Regions from separate parts of the Mus musculus genome. Here region 1 is linked to region 2. A link is a contact called in public Hi-C data. All regions are on one chromosome and are shown on one strand. The core of a region is the stretch at or near the end of the contact, and the rest is flanking DNA. Distances in the headings are between cores, read along the strand shown. Region 1 has its middle 39 kb from the start of Gm40742. Region 2 holds the start of Cfap54 (cilia and flagella associated protein 54).

The links. A called contact is a pair of places that touch in the nucleus more often than the background predicts.
Region 1: a contact with region 2 is called in a Hi-C map of bone marrow-derived macrophages, with 22 read pairs. The contact joins the enhancer-like site here to the promoter of Cfap54 in region 2. A contact is called at or near these places in 5 of 39 promoter capture datasets (the 3T3-L1 cell line, the C10 cell line, cranial neural crest and 1 more), 1 of 15 datasets of contacts at CTCF or cohesin (large pre-B cells), 4 of 484 Hi-C or Micro-C datasets (the Ba/F3 cell line, the N1E-115 cell line, bone marrow-derived macrophages and 1 more), 9 of 115 datasets of contacts at active chromatin or transcription factors (acute myeloid leukemia, effector CD8 T cells, embryonic stem cells and 3 more) and 2 of 9 other capture datasets (adipose tissue and liver).

What each region holds. Positions count from the first base shown.
Region 1 is chr10:93,389,019-93,395,579 of GRCm38.p6, reverse strand. No RefSeq gene overlaps it. Among named protein-coding and RNA genes, the nearest start is that of Gm40742, 39 kb to the left of the region's middle. Within about 2 kb of position 4,224, at least 48 of the 459 cell types and tissues checked have an H3K27ac peak or open chromatin away from gene starts, as enhancers often do. A contact at or near this core is called in the Ba/F3 cell line, acute myeloid leukemia, adipose tissue and 2 more, where this site is marked.
Region 2 is chr10:93,079,252-93,085,653 of GRCm38.p6, reverse strand. Cfap54 (cilia and flagella associated protein 54) reads left to right here and starts at 4,032. Exons shown (of 68, transcript NM_001347060.2): 1 at 4,032-4,389. The coding sequence starts at 4,058. It overlaps Gm32468 (predicted gene, 32468), which reads right to left and starts at 1,418. Exons shown (of 3, transcript NR_168584.1): 1 at 1,215-1,418.

The sequences.
Region 1 (6,561 bases), core at 2,975-5,474, 310 kb before region 2:
TTTTTAATTATGTATATAGGGCAGGGGGTGTGTGCACACATGAGTGCTGGAGCCCTTGAAGGCCAGAGGCATCAAATCCCTCCGGAGCCAGAGTTACAGGCAGTTGTGAGTTACCTAATGTAGATGGTGAGGATCACACTTGCATATCAGCAAGTCCAGTCTTTCTCTTAACTACTAATCCCTCTACCCAGCCCGAAGGGTGAGCTGACTTTCTCCTCCCTCCCTCCCTCCCTCCCTCCCTCCCTCCCTCCCTCCCTCCCTCCCTCCCTTCCTTCCTTTTGATTTTTTTTTTTTGTCTTTTTCCCCCTTTTTTTGGAACAGGGATTTTTGTGTAGCCTTGGCTGTCCTAGAACTCACTCTGTAGACCAGGCTGTACCTGATACAGAGATCACCTGCCTCTGCCTCCTGAGTGCTGGGGTTGAAGGTATGCACCATTGCCTAGCTTCCCAGGGACTTTTTATGTAATAGCTTAGGGTAGATGCTCTTACTTCTGTTAGGGGTGAAAGATATGTATTCCCCGAGACTTCTAGATCTGATTCTCTGGGATGAACCAGCCTTACAATGAAGCAGAGGCAAGAGGAAAATGGGTCTTTAGCAACAGTCATGTCTCTATGTCCATCCTCACTTAAAACCTATCCAGATGTATGAGTCACATCTTCTTATCTGGACCCTGCTCAGACTGGATTCTGTTACCTGTGGCCAGGTGCATCCTGGCCATTTGAGAAGTTTTCCTGTAAATGCTGCCCACAATTCCCAGACCAAACATTCCCACCACCTGCCAGCTCAGAGCACAGGAAACAGTCACCCCAGAAAATCTGTAAACCATTTAGAGCAAGTTTGTGGAGTTACATCACACTCTGTGCAAGGAAAGGTCACCTTCAGAGCATGTGCTGTCCAAAACCTAGACTCTAGGACCTAGAGCAAATGGATCCCAGGAACTGTCGGAGCAGCACACACATCCAGGCCTGGGGCCATCTCTGCTGGAAAGCTTTTCCCTGCAGTGAGTGAGGGCCAAAGTTCTTGAAGCGCAGGGATGCCTGCCCCGGGAAACTGGAGTGCTCTGTTATCCTCCCTCGCTGACAGAGACAGGAGAGAAACTGATTCCAAGTGCAGTCTGCATGAATATCAACCTCCAACTTCAGCACCAGTTTCTGAGAACCTTTATCAGTTTGTGTTCCTTACAAGACAGTTTGGCCTCATAGCAAATAGGACGCCCTGTGGAAATCAAGCTGCCTGACCCACTCCTGCATCCGTTAGGCCGATGAACCCTCAGAGGGTCTTGGGGCTGATGTTAGCTGGCACACACAGGCACTCTACTCCAGTGTCAGGGAATCGTCTGCATAGAGAATTTGCTGTACAGGGGTAGCATTGCTGACCTGATCTCATTCTTTACTCTAATGGTTAAAATCATCAACAGCCTGTGGCCAGACTACTGGGATTTGGATCCTAGGCCTACTAGGTATGAGCAACTCACAAGTTACTTAACTTCCTTGTGTCTCCTTGTGTCACACTTCCTCATGTCTTCCCCCTTTATAAACTGACAAAATGGCATCTGTCTCTTAGATCTGCTTAGAACATAACTGAGTTATGTCATGTAGTCTGAGTAAAAGGTCCTTAGTTTGGTCTGCTAACTAAAACATACTGTGTGTCTTGAACTGCAGAGAGTCCCTTCCTTCCTTCCTTCCTTCCTTCCTTCCTTCCTTCCTTCCTTCCTTCCTTCCTTCCTTCCTTCCTTCCTTCCCTCCCTCCCTCCCCCCTCCCTCCCTCCCTCCCTCCCTCCCTCCCTCCCTCCCTCCCTCTCTCTCTCTTTCTTCCTTTGAACAAGTTGTTTCCTTCCTTTTTCTCACATTTCTTTTATGAATTTACTCTCTCATGCATTATATGCTGACTTCTGCTTCCCCTCCCTCCTCTCCTCCCAGTCACCCCTCTTTCCCTCTTCCCCATCAAACAAAGACGGCATATCAAGTTGCAACTAAAACTAGGTACCTCTCCTCACAATGAGGCTGGACAAGGTGACCCAGTAGGAAGACGGGGATCCAAAAAACAGGCTAAACATCAAAACAGCCCCTGAGCTCTCTACTAAGAGTCCCATTAAAAGCACCAAGCTACATAACTATAACCTACATGCAGGGGGCTTAGGTTAGACCCATGCAGGCTCCCTGATTGTCAGTCAATCTCTGTGTCCTCCTGAGAGTCTGTTGATTCTGTGGGTTTTCTTGTGGGCCCTTGACCCCTCTGGCTCCTAGCATCCTTCCTTCCTCCCTCTCCTTGGCAGGATTCACTGACTTCTGCCTATTGTTGGTCTATGGGTCTCTGCACGTTTCCATCAGTTGCTGGGCAGAGCCTCTCTGTTGATGATTATGCCCGGCTCACGTCTTCTAATACAGGGAATATCATTACGAGCCATTTCTTTAGTTTGTCTGTTTGATTGATTTAGCAGGTTATTTCTTATAGCTCTGGGGACTGGGAAGTCCAAAATCAAGACATCAGCAGGTAAAGGGACTGGTAAGGATTGGCTTCTTGGTGGAGGTGCCAACCTTTTCTTGAATGGTGGAAGGCAGACAGTTCTTGGGGTCTCTATAAGGATGCTGACCCCATTCTTGAGGAGTCTACCCTCATGTCCTGGTCACTCCCCAAGGGACCATGTTTAAATATAGTCACATCGGTGATTAGGTTTCAACTGTGAATTTAGGGGAGAGAGACTGCAAATTTCGAATCAGGGGTGTGGGAGAGGGAGGAAGGGCGGGGAGGGCTGGTAAAGGTTTAATGACTGGGCCACCAATAGTCTACTAAGAAGCAATGTTACAGAGATACCAAAGGCAAAACAAGCTAGGAGAGGGGACTATACAGAGAAACCCTGTCTCGAAAAACCAAAAAAAAAGAAAGAAAGAAGGAAAGAAAGAAAGAAAGAAAGAGAGAGAGAAAGAAAGAGAGAAAGAAAGAAAGAAAGAAAGAAAGAAAGAAAGAAAGAAAGGAAGGAAGGAAGGAAGGAAGGAAGGAAGGAAGGAAGGAAGGAAGGAAGAAAGAAAGAAAGAAAGAAAGAAAGAAAGAAAGAAAGAAAGAAAGAAAGAAAGAAAGAAATTAATTCCCAGGTTTGTTTGTAAGACACTGCAGGTCCCTGTGCCCAGTTGGTTTTGATTGGGAAATAAAGATGCCAACAGCTAATGTTACAGAGATACCAAAGGCAAAACAAGCTAGGAGAGGGGACTTGATTTAATAGATTTCCAAACTACATAGAAATTCCCAGGTTTGGCAGAGCATGGTGGCACATGCCTTTAATCTCAGCACTCGGGAGGCAGAAGCAGGTGGATTTCTGAGTTCAAGGCCACCCTGGTCTACAAAGTGAGTTCCAGGACAGCCAGGGCTATACAGAGAAACCCTGTCTCAAAAAAACAAAAAAAAAAACAAAAAAAAAAAAAAGAAAGAAAGAAAGAAAGAAAGAAAGAAAGAAAGAAAGAAAGAAAGAAAGAAGGAAAGAAAGAAATTAATTCTCAGGTTTGTTTGTTTGTAAGACACTGTAGGTGCCTGTGCCCAATTGGTTTTGATTGGGAAATAAAGATGCCAACAGCTAATGGCTGGGCAGGTAGGAGGCAGGACCTTTAGATTTGTACAGGCTAAGAACTGGGAGAGAGGAAGGAGGAGAATCAACATGACAGAGGAGAAGAAAGACCAGACCACTGACATGTAAGAATCAGGGTAAGTGGCCATGGGTCACTTCCCTGATTGGGCCTGGGCTAGCAGAGATGAAATCTAAATTTTAAAAGATGTTAACTCAGGAGTGCTGAAGGAGAGTGTTTGCTAACAGAATTAACTGGTGTGTGTGTGTGTGTGTGTGTGTGTGTGTGTGTGTGTGTGTGTGTGTGTGTGTGTGTGTTTGTGTGTGTGTGTTTTCCATTTGAAAACCCAGAGGGCTCTGGAGGGTGGCTGGGAGCGTAACCCACAGGGAGCAATCTACTGCTACAGAAAAGTGCATACACAAAGCAGTCCATCTGACAGGAAAAGGGACTGCTGCAGGATGCCTTTTAGCAAGGCTCAATCTTCCCCCAAGCCAGGGAGGAGCCTTTGGGCTGGACCCAGAGCCGGAAGCAGAATTCCAGCCACCCTCACTTCCTGTTGCTAACATTCTTTGCTACAGCAGATGGCTGGCTTTGTTCTATGTGGTATGACGGTCCTTCTGATAATAACAAGACTTCTCCACTTCTAAATACTGCTTCCTGCTTTCTGAGGCCTGTCATCCCTCTTGACCCGCCTCTACCATCTGAGCCTCACAAGAGAATCGGGTGGAGCCTATCTCCCCATTTTATACTTGAGAATGTGGCCTGAGTTTGTGGCTCAGCTTGAGTAAGGCTCTTATGGTCACAGGTTCTTTTTCTTTCCTTCTTCTTGTTTCCTTTTCTACTCCCCAACCTTATTAATTTTTCTTTGACAGTTTTATGCATGCAGGTTCTACATTCTGACCTCTCTGACCACACCCTCTCTAATCTCTGTATCTTTACCAACCCTTCCCACAACTAGTTTCTTTCTCAGATTCCTGGTGTTTGGTTTGGTTTCATGACCTGTTTAGCCCGGGACCATCTGTGTGAGCAGTGGATTGGAGCATGGTGCAGCCACCAGTGGGTACAAGAAACTGAAGGCCATGACTCCCCTTCTTCCTGAATCTATCAGGAACATAGTTAAGCAGTGAGGGTAGAGCCCCTTAAGCCCCTCTTTCATTCATGCATGACTATTGATGGGCTGTTGTGCAGACTCTGTGCCAGCATTCGTAGCTGCAATGAGTTCATGACTGCAATGATCCTGTCTTGCCTGGAAGATGTCATTTTGCAACCCTCACCCTAGGATTCTAGCTCTTACATTCGTTTTATCCTCTCTACCTCAGAGTTCCCTAAGACCCATAATGGAGCTTTACTGAGGGTCAAGCACTCATTGACCCTCAGTTCTCCAGCACCTTGGGTAGCCAAGAATCTGTATTCAACACCGTTTGCAGAAAGAGAAACTTCTATGATTAAGGCTGAGAGTAGCATTTTTCTATAGAAAAACATAAATATCTAGAAGTCAGCTTGATGCTATGTGAACTTAGCAAAACCACAGTATTCCGTTCCCTTTTAGGACCCATGACCTCCTTCACCAGGATTTGGAGAGGCCTATGGTACCAAGCATGGATTGTCTCCTGTGGAGCGGGAAAAGCAGCTGGTTACCCCCATAACAGCCCTGCTACCACTGCATTAGTGGGCATATCTTAACTGCCTATTGGACTTACTTGTGAGGTACACAGCTAGACAAGACTGTTGATGCTTTTCTTTCAAGCAGCCTGGACAGCATCTTTCAGCAGGGAGAAAGCTTCCAGCTCAGCTCCTGTTGGAGTTCTCTACATCATGTTACCAAGGCGTGTGGAAATTTATGTGTATGTGTGTGTATACATATATATGTATATGATATACATGTATGTACAAATAATATATGTATATTATATTCATGTGTGTATATATAAAATGTATACAGGAATATGATGTACATACATATATATGTATATGATATATGTATATGCACACATATATTACATGCATATATTATGTATATGATGCATATGTATGTATGTGTGTATATCAGTAATAGAAACTTATTTTATCTAATTCTAATGAGCAATCAAGAGGAATGGTGAGAGCCTGTAATGTTTTGGGAACCTGAGGTCCTCCTGACTAGCAACCCTATGGAGGTATCCTATCCCTGCCACTCAACTCTTACTTCTTAAACCAGAGCATCTAGGCACCACTTTTTCCAGCCATGAAGTGTATCTCCCTCCAAACTATTTCTTAACAGAATTATACACATGTACATATCTCTGTATTTTATCTTTACTTATATCTTGGGGTGTAGATGTGTGTGAGCGCATGCCTCTTGTGTACAACTGCAGCCAGAGGCCAAAAGAGGCTATGTGGTCCCAGGGAGCTTGAATTACAGGTATTTATGAGCCTCCCAACATGGATGCCGGAATCTGTACTTGGCTCTTCTGAAAGAACAGGAAGTGCTTTTTAACCAATGAGCCATCTCTTCACCTCCACATTATATATTTTTTAAATTTGGTTGCAGAGTTTCCCACGTAGCTTTTTTAAACCTTCTTTGGTTTAGTCAACCTTTGCCCACTTCCTCTTCTCCCCTACCCCGGCTCACTCCCTTCTTAAACCTTCCCATCTCCAGCATCATATGGTCCATCTCCCCTTAGGACGGCCCTTCTCAATGGCCTTTTTCTAGTTCCCTGGCTTCTACGGGAACCTCAAATGGAACATCCAGAATTAGTAGCGAGCAGCTTGGATCCACATAGGAGCATTTGTGTTTCTCTTCCTGGGTTCTCTTATTTCATATAATTTTTTTCTCCACTTCCATCCATACAACTTCAAATTCTGTTGTGTCATTTATCTTCACAGATGTGCGTATTACACTTACGTTATCCACTCATCAGTGAATGGCTGCCTAGGCTGATTCTATTTCCTGGCTATTGTGAATGGAATGGCAAAGAATATGGATGGGCAAGTCTCTGTAGTTGGCTATAGAAGCCTTTGGGTT
Region 2 (6,402 bases), core at 2,783-5,282:
TGACTTAGGGGTCTTAGTAAGCCCGCTGTAAATTGAAGGTCTCATAAAGTAAATTGAAGGTCTCATAAAGTCAAAAGGAACTTAACACTCCTAACCTACCAAATTCCATAGCTTTGCTTAATGAACACTAGAACTCTTACCTTAGTAAACTGGACAAAGCCTATTTTACCATGCAATGACTAGCTCATGTAATTTAGTGTGTAACTGTGGACTTCCCTAAGCCCACCCCAGTCCCTGAAAAATGACATGGAGACTATACTTATTTATAAGCTTTTGGCCTTATAGCTAGGCATTATTCTCCACTAGCTTATAACTCAATTTTCCCATTTATACTGATCCAAGTTCTGCCACATGGCTGGTTAGTTACCTCTCCTTTCCTCCCAGCCTGCTTCTTCCTCCATGTCTGGTTGGCTGCCCCTCCTCCCTTCCCAGAGTTCCTCTCTCTCTGGAAGTCCCACCTTACTATTCTGCTTTTTTGCTCTAGGCCATAGGACTTTTAACTATTCAGAAGAGGATGAGAGCTCAGTCTACAAAATACTAAGGCAAGAGATATTTAACAATCCCAAAATCTGGTCTGGAATGAGATCTCTGCTGGTTCAAAAATCATCATTTGAATAATACAAGGATAATCTTTACAGAGTGCACAAAAACATGACTCCAGCATTACTGAATATTGTATTAGAAGTGAAAATCAAAATGGTCATATGGTCTCAGTTACGGTTTTGTTGCTGTGAAGAGACATCATGACCAAGACAACTCTTACAAAGGGAAACAATGGGGCTGGCTTACAGTTTCAAAGGCTGAGTTCATTATTGTCAGGTCGGCAAGCATGGCAGCACGCAGGCTGGGGAAGGTGCTGACTGTCCCACATCTTGCTCCACAGGCAGTAGAAGGAGACTGTTCCACATTGGGCATAGCCTGAGCATATAAGAGACCTCAAAGCCCACTCATAGTGATACACTTCCTCCAACAAGGTCAAACCCAGTCCTGCAAGGCCATGCCTCCTGATAGTGCCAAGCATTTAAACACTCGAGTCTATGGGGGACATTCCCATTCAAACCAACACAGTATTCTTTTCCATCAACTTAAAGCTGAAGAAAAAAAAAATCCTGTCAAACTGTCATAGGTTGGGGAAGAAAGCACCTGTCTGTAGGAAGGGCTCACTCAATACAAAACCAAATGGAGATTTCTAAACACACCCTCCCGCTGCTCACTGTGTTTGGCCATGCTCCCCTTTCCAGCTCATCTTGTGCTTTCTGGCAAGCAAATGTTGCAGGGTCTTCCAGCTAAGAAGAGGCAGTTTTAGTCCATATCTAAGCCATCATCTCCATGTCAATCTTCCATTCTCTCCAACCTTCAGCTTCATCTCGGGAGTTCTGTAACATCCTTTGACCTTCTTGGAGTACATTCCGCAGTGTGCTTTCCACTCAAGACAGCCTTCGACACCTGCATTTCTCCCCCCCCTCCCCACCCCCCTACCCCTGGCAGGGAGAGCGTGAGCGCATGTGCAGATTGTAAGGCTACAAAGGAAAGGGGTTATTTCACAGACTGAAGGGATGAACAAACGAGAAACCACAACGCGAACTTACATAGTAGTGAAAGTGGGAAAGGGAGGATTTTGTAACTTGCTTTTTTAAAGGATCATACATTTCTATTTAGAACCAGTCTAAGTGATTTAACAGCTAAATATCTAACAGAAAACAACAACAAGAAAACCAAGCCACTAATCTTATTTATTACTTCTCTAACCATAGCTTAAGATATAAAAGAATTTGGAATGAGCAGAAAGAATCTCTGCGGCTGGCAAAGGCACTAATTATAAGAAACAGCAATTTGCATTATTTATGAGGAAGCTATTTACATCAGCCTGCCTGGCCAGTGGTTGCCTCAGACCAGTCTTTCATTACAGGGGAGAGTAAGTAAAAGTCACACAGGAAAAGGAAGGGTATTCTGAAGGCCACATTTTATCACCACACGAAGGAAAGATCTCCGAAAGTGTTCAAAAAAAAAAAAAACCTTAAATATAATTTAAAAGAAATATAATGGAAACTTCCATCTTCCACGATGATGATTCAGAATCTAACACCCATTTAAATATTCAGACAGGCTTCCAGAACCCACTGCGAGTGAGTGAGGCATTGTTAGCAGAAGAGAGTGCAGGGCGGGTGGGGGAGGGGGACGCACGCGATGACTAAGATAGACCGTTTCATAATTCAAGCACTTGAGTTTCGTCACATTTCTTTTTCCACCAGCGACTTTGAAATCTGTACACTACGAGAAAAGGTCATTCGCAAGAAGCTGGGAAGGAGCGAGCCCACTTTGTTCTCTGCTCTCTCCTCTCCTCTGACCACTTTAATTTAATTGGATCCTGCCTCCTGCCGATTCTATTCGTTGCTACAACAGATCATTCTCAGTGGCAATTTGCACTGGCTTTTGATCTGAAGTGGACAGAGCTGCTATCTGCAAACAAGGGAAAATGGGATCTGGGAGAATTTACCAAGCCTATTACTAAAAGGTGTCTATTATTTTTTTTTCTTTTTTTTTTGGCAAAAGCTCAATGGACGCCTCCCCCTCCCAACCTGCATTCTTTAAATATGTTAAAGTTTGTTGCTCATCTCCAATACAAAATATTGTGCATCAAGAATAGGTGCTGCCTCTTGGATGGAGAACTGGGCCCTGACAGAGAGGTCCCTGCTCTTGTGTGTCACTGGAAGATTCTTTAGCCATAATTACCTGCTCCAATAAGTGATTTCCCCTGTGATCTTCCTTCCAAGAATATTAAGGTACAGTGCATAGGACAGAGAAGACCAACCTTACAAATTAGTACAGATGCTTGAAAGAAATGGGCTTGGAGCTGGAAGAGATAAGGCTGTGGCCCAGTGAGCTTCTTTACTATTCAGTGGATACCAAGGTCACCGTCTATATTTTGCATGTGAAAGAATTGGTAGTCGTTTTCAGTGTTTAAAGACCTTGTTTTTGAAGCCAACCTCTCTATCTCTGGTTCTTCAATATTTCTTTGGGCTTGCATAATTTGTAAGGAAAAGTATGTCCGCTAGCTGAAATTCAAATCCCAAATTAATAAATTTGACTCATTGTGGCCCATGAGATGCAAGAAAAGAACATTTTTTAGTGTTAAGCATTTCCTCTGAGACCTACAGTTTGTCCATCAGAGAGAAAAAAAAAATCTCCCATCTCCCCGTTTAAAAACAAAAAGTATTTGGAGAGTTAACACTTCAAACCATTTAGCATATATTAATGTCAAGGAGTTAAAGTTGAGCAAAAGGCATATTGATTTAGAACACCGTGACATTTAGGATAAGGCTGAAGTGGCAGTAACTCATGATCATTACTCACAAACTCAAACTGCAGCGGGAAGAGAACATAGCCACACAAGGTGCTTGTCTTAACCAGATTGTCAGGGAGTTCCCTAATTTCGGTTTGGGAATTCAGCTTCAGTGCTTTCTCTTGGGGGCATCACCAGGACGGCAGATTTCTTATGATCACTGGCTTTGCAGCACATAATTAGGACTTGTCCCCTGATTCTCAGTTATCCTCTGAGTTTGGTCAAAGTCAAGCTATGTTCCCCTAAGCTGTGAAACCGAGGAGATAGGATAGAAGCTGAGGTATGAAGTCATGACGATTAATGAGACAGGTAATGTCTCAAAATGCTTGGAATAATGCCCAATACATCTTAATGATTGTAACCATGGATATTAGTAGGTGGTCCAAATAGGGAAAACATTGTATGAATTTTTGATGGTAATTTTCTTTATTGGTTCTTTGCTTTAAAGCCCTCTCTCAAGCGGCGTTGGATGTGAATGTCCGTAATCCCAGCACTCAAGACACTGAGGCTGGAGGATAGTGAGTTTGAGGCCAGAGTGGGTTACACACATAGCCAGCCATTCAGAGCATCCTGCCTTTCCAGGCTGTTTGTACTTTCCTCACCCTCTAGGGGCCGCTGTGCTTCCGGAGAGCGTGCAGGTGGCTTGGTTGCCGGGAGATCGTTGCTTGGCAACCGCTTGTCCACCAGCCTCTAGCCTGCTGAACTCTGATAGACATGGCGTCCTCCAGAAGCTCCTCCAGTTCTTCTGAGGAGTCCCCAGACTCTGAGACATCGGTGTCGCCGGTGCATCTGCCCCCAACGCCGCCGCCGACCTCTACCGCGGTTCTCAAGTCGCCCAGCGAGTCCAAGTCGAGTTCGACCGACCCGCCGCAATGTACCCACTCCGAGGACTCGCTGCCCTCTGCCGCCTTCTACGGGCCCCTGGACAGTAAAAACCCACTCCTGGCCTCTTGCGAGAAGGAGATCCGGGAGCTGTTGGGCTTTATGAAGAAGAAGAAGGCTCTAGCCACCTCAATGGAACAGAAGTACGAATTCCATCGGAGGTGGTAAGCTGAGGCAGGGTGCTGGGGAGGGCGCCTGGAGATGCCATTGGAGGACCACGACAGGGGTGGGGCCCTGGAGACAAGCTGAGCTGTAGCCACTCCCAGCTCTTACAGCCCTTAGCTCCCCCTACACGTTTCATGTCTTCCTTCTCAGGTCAAAATAAAAATCTGCACAGAAGTATTTCCTAACACTGGGTTTGGTCTCAGCGTTCTCATGGCCTCTCTTGGCTCACTCATGGGTCGCAAAACAGGACAAAAGTAGACTTAAGACCAACTCTGAGGCAGTTGCTCAGGTCCTTGAATTTAGGTCTCAACCAAGTCTGTCATATTGTGAACATGTACATTTTATTCTCTTTATATTCCGTTGGGATTACAGAAACTTCTTTTCCCCTTGACTTGGTGGCTCTTTGTGAGCGTCTGATTGGGTTTTTTGTTTGTTTTTCCAACTTATTTCTGTGAACTGAAAACTACCAGTTTCTAAGATTTGGTTTTGTTCATGTTGCCATCTTTTTTCTGGTCTAATGCTTTCCAAAATGAGTAGTTTCAAGACATAGGGAAGCAGCGAAGAATACCAGACAGGCAAATAACTTTTTTTTTTCTGGTGAGTATTTTAAACTTACATGTTTTGGTCATGCATTTAATCTGATTACACATTTTTAACTTACATTTATAATTCAACCAAACATCTTAATGATTTGTTGAGTAGACATATTTTTGACAGGTACTTTTCTCAAAACTAGGAAGGCATCAAGTTAACAATAAACCCCTCTCCCCCAAATCATATATTTCTGTGAGTATAGTCTTGTACTAAACAAACATGGGGCACAGCATTCCCACCATCCCTTTATCTACTCCCCCCACCCCAAGTTTCACTTACCTGTGGTCAAAGGCTATGCAAATCTTAAATGGAAAATTCCAGAAACAAACAATTGGCGTTGTTTATAGTCCCTTCTGAGCAGTCTGACAAAATCTTGCTCTGCACTGTTCTGACCCACCCAGGGTTTGAATTCACCCCTTTGTCCAGCACACTGACACTGTAGGCTTCGTCGGTCCATTTGTTAGTTAGCCATCTTGATTATCAGATCGACTGTCATAGAAACTCAGGATTTGTGCTAACATGACCCGTATTTTGCTTAATAATAATTATGAAGCACAAGAATAATGATGCTAGGGATGCAGATGGACCAAGGAGAAAGTGTAAATTCCTTCTATACATGGGAAAAATGTTTCAATAAGGAAGGAGAAAAATACATATTTGGGTGGCCAAGACCCACATATAGTTAGATGTTTTGAGAGTCACCATATTCATGTAGCTTTTATACAGTTTGTTATACATTTTCCACCCTAGTATAGCTCATCTCTTCTTGTGCCTAATTCATAAGGGATTCTTTGTCATGTGATGGCTAATCTTGCTTGTCAACTTGACTCTCCTGGGAAGAAGGGACCTCTTCTTGAGGAATTGCCTCCATCGGATTGGCCGTGTGGCATGACTGTAGGGCATTTTATTGACTGCTGATAATATCAGAGGGTGCAGTCTATCCTGAGCAGTGAGTGCTGCTTTTGGTCAGGTGGCCCTGGGTTGCCCAAGGGAAATAGCCAAGCAAGCCAGGGTAAACAAGCCAGTAACCAGTGTTCCTCCGTGGCTTCTGCTTCAGTTCCTGCTTCCAGGTTCCTACTTTGAGATCCTGCCCTGTTTGTTTCCCCTTGGTCATGGACTGTAACCCACAAGATGCAATAAACCTTTCCCTGCCCAAATTACTTGTGGTTATGGTGATTATCATAGCAACAGAAATCAAACTAGAGCATATAGATGTGTGTGTGTGTGTGTGTGTGTGTGTGTGTGTGTGTGTGTGTGTGTGTGTGTGAGCGAATAGAAGAAAATACAGTGTATGTAATGTTCAGTTCTACTTGTTTTTTCATACATCTTTTAGGGGCCTCATATTGCATCCACTAGAAGTAAGGGAGAAGCCAGGCAGATGCATTTTACAAAGAGAGTGCTTACTCTTCCCTGAAGAG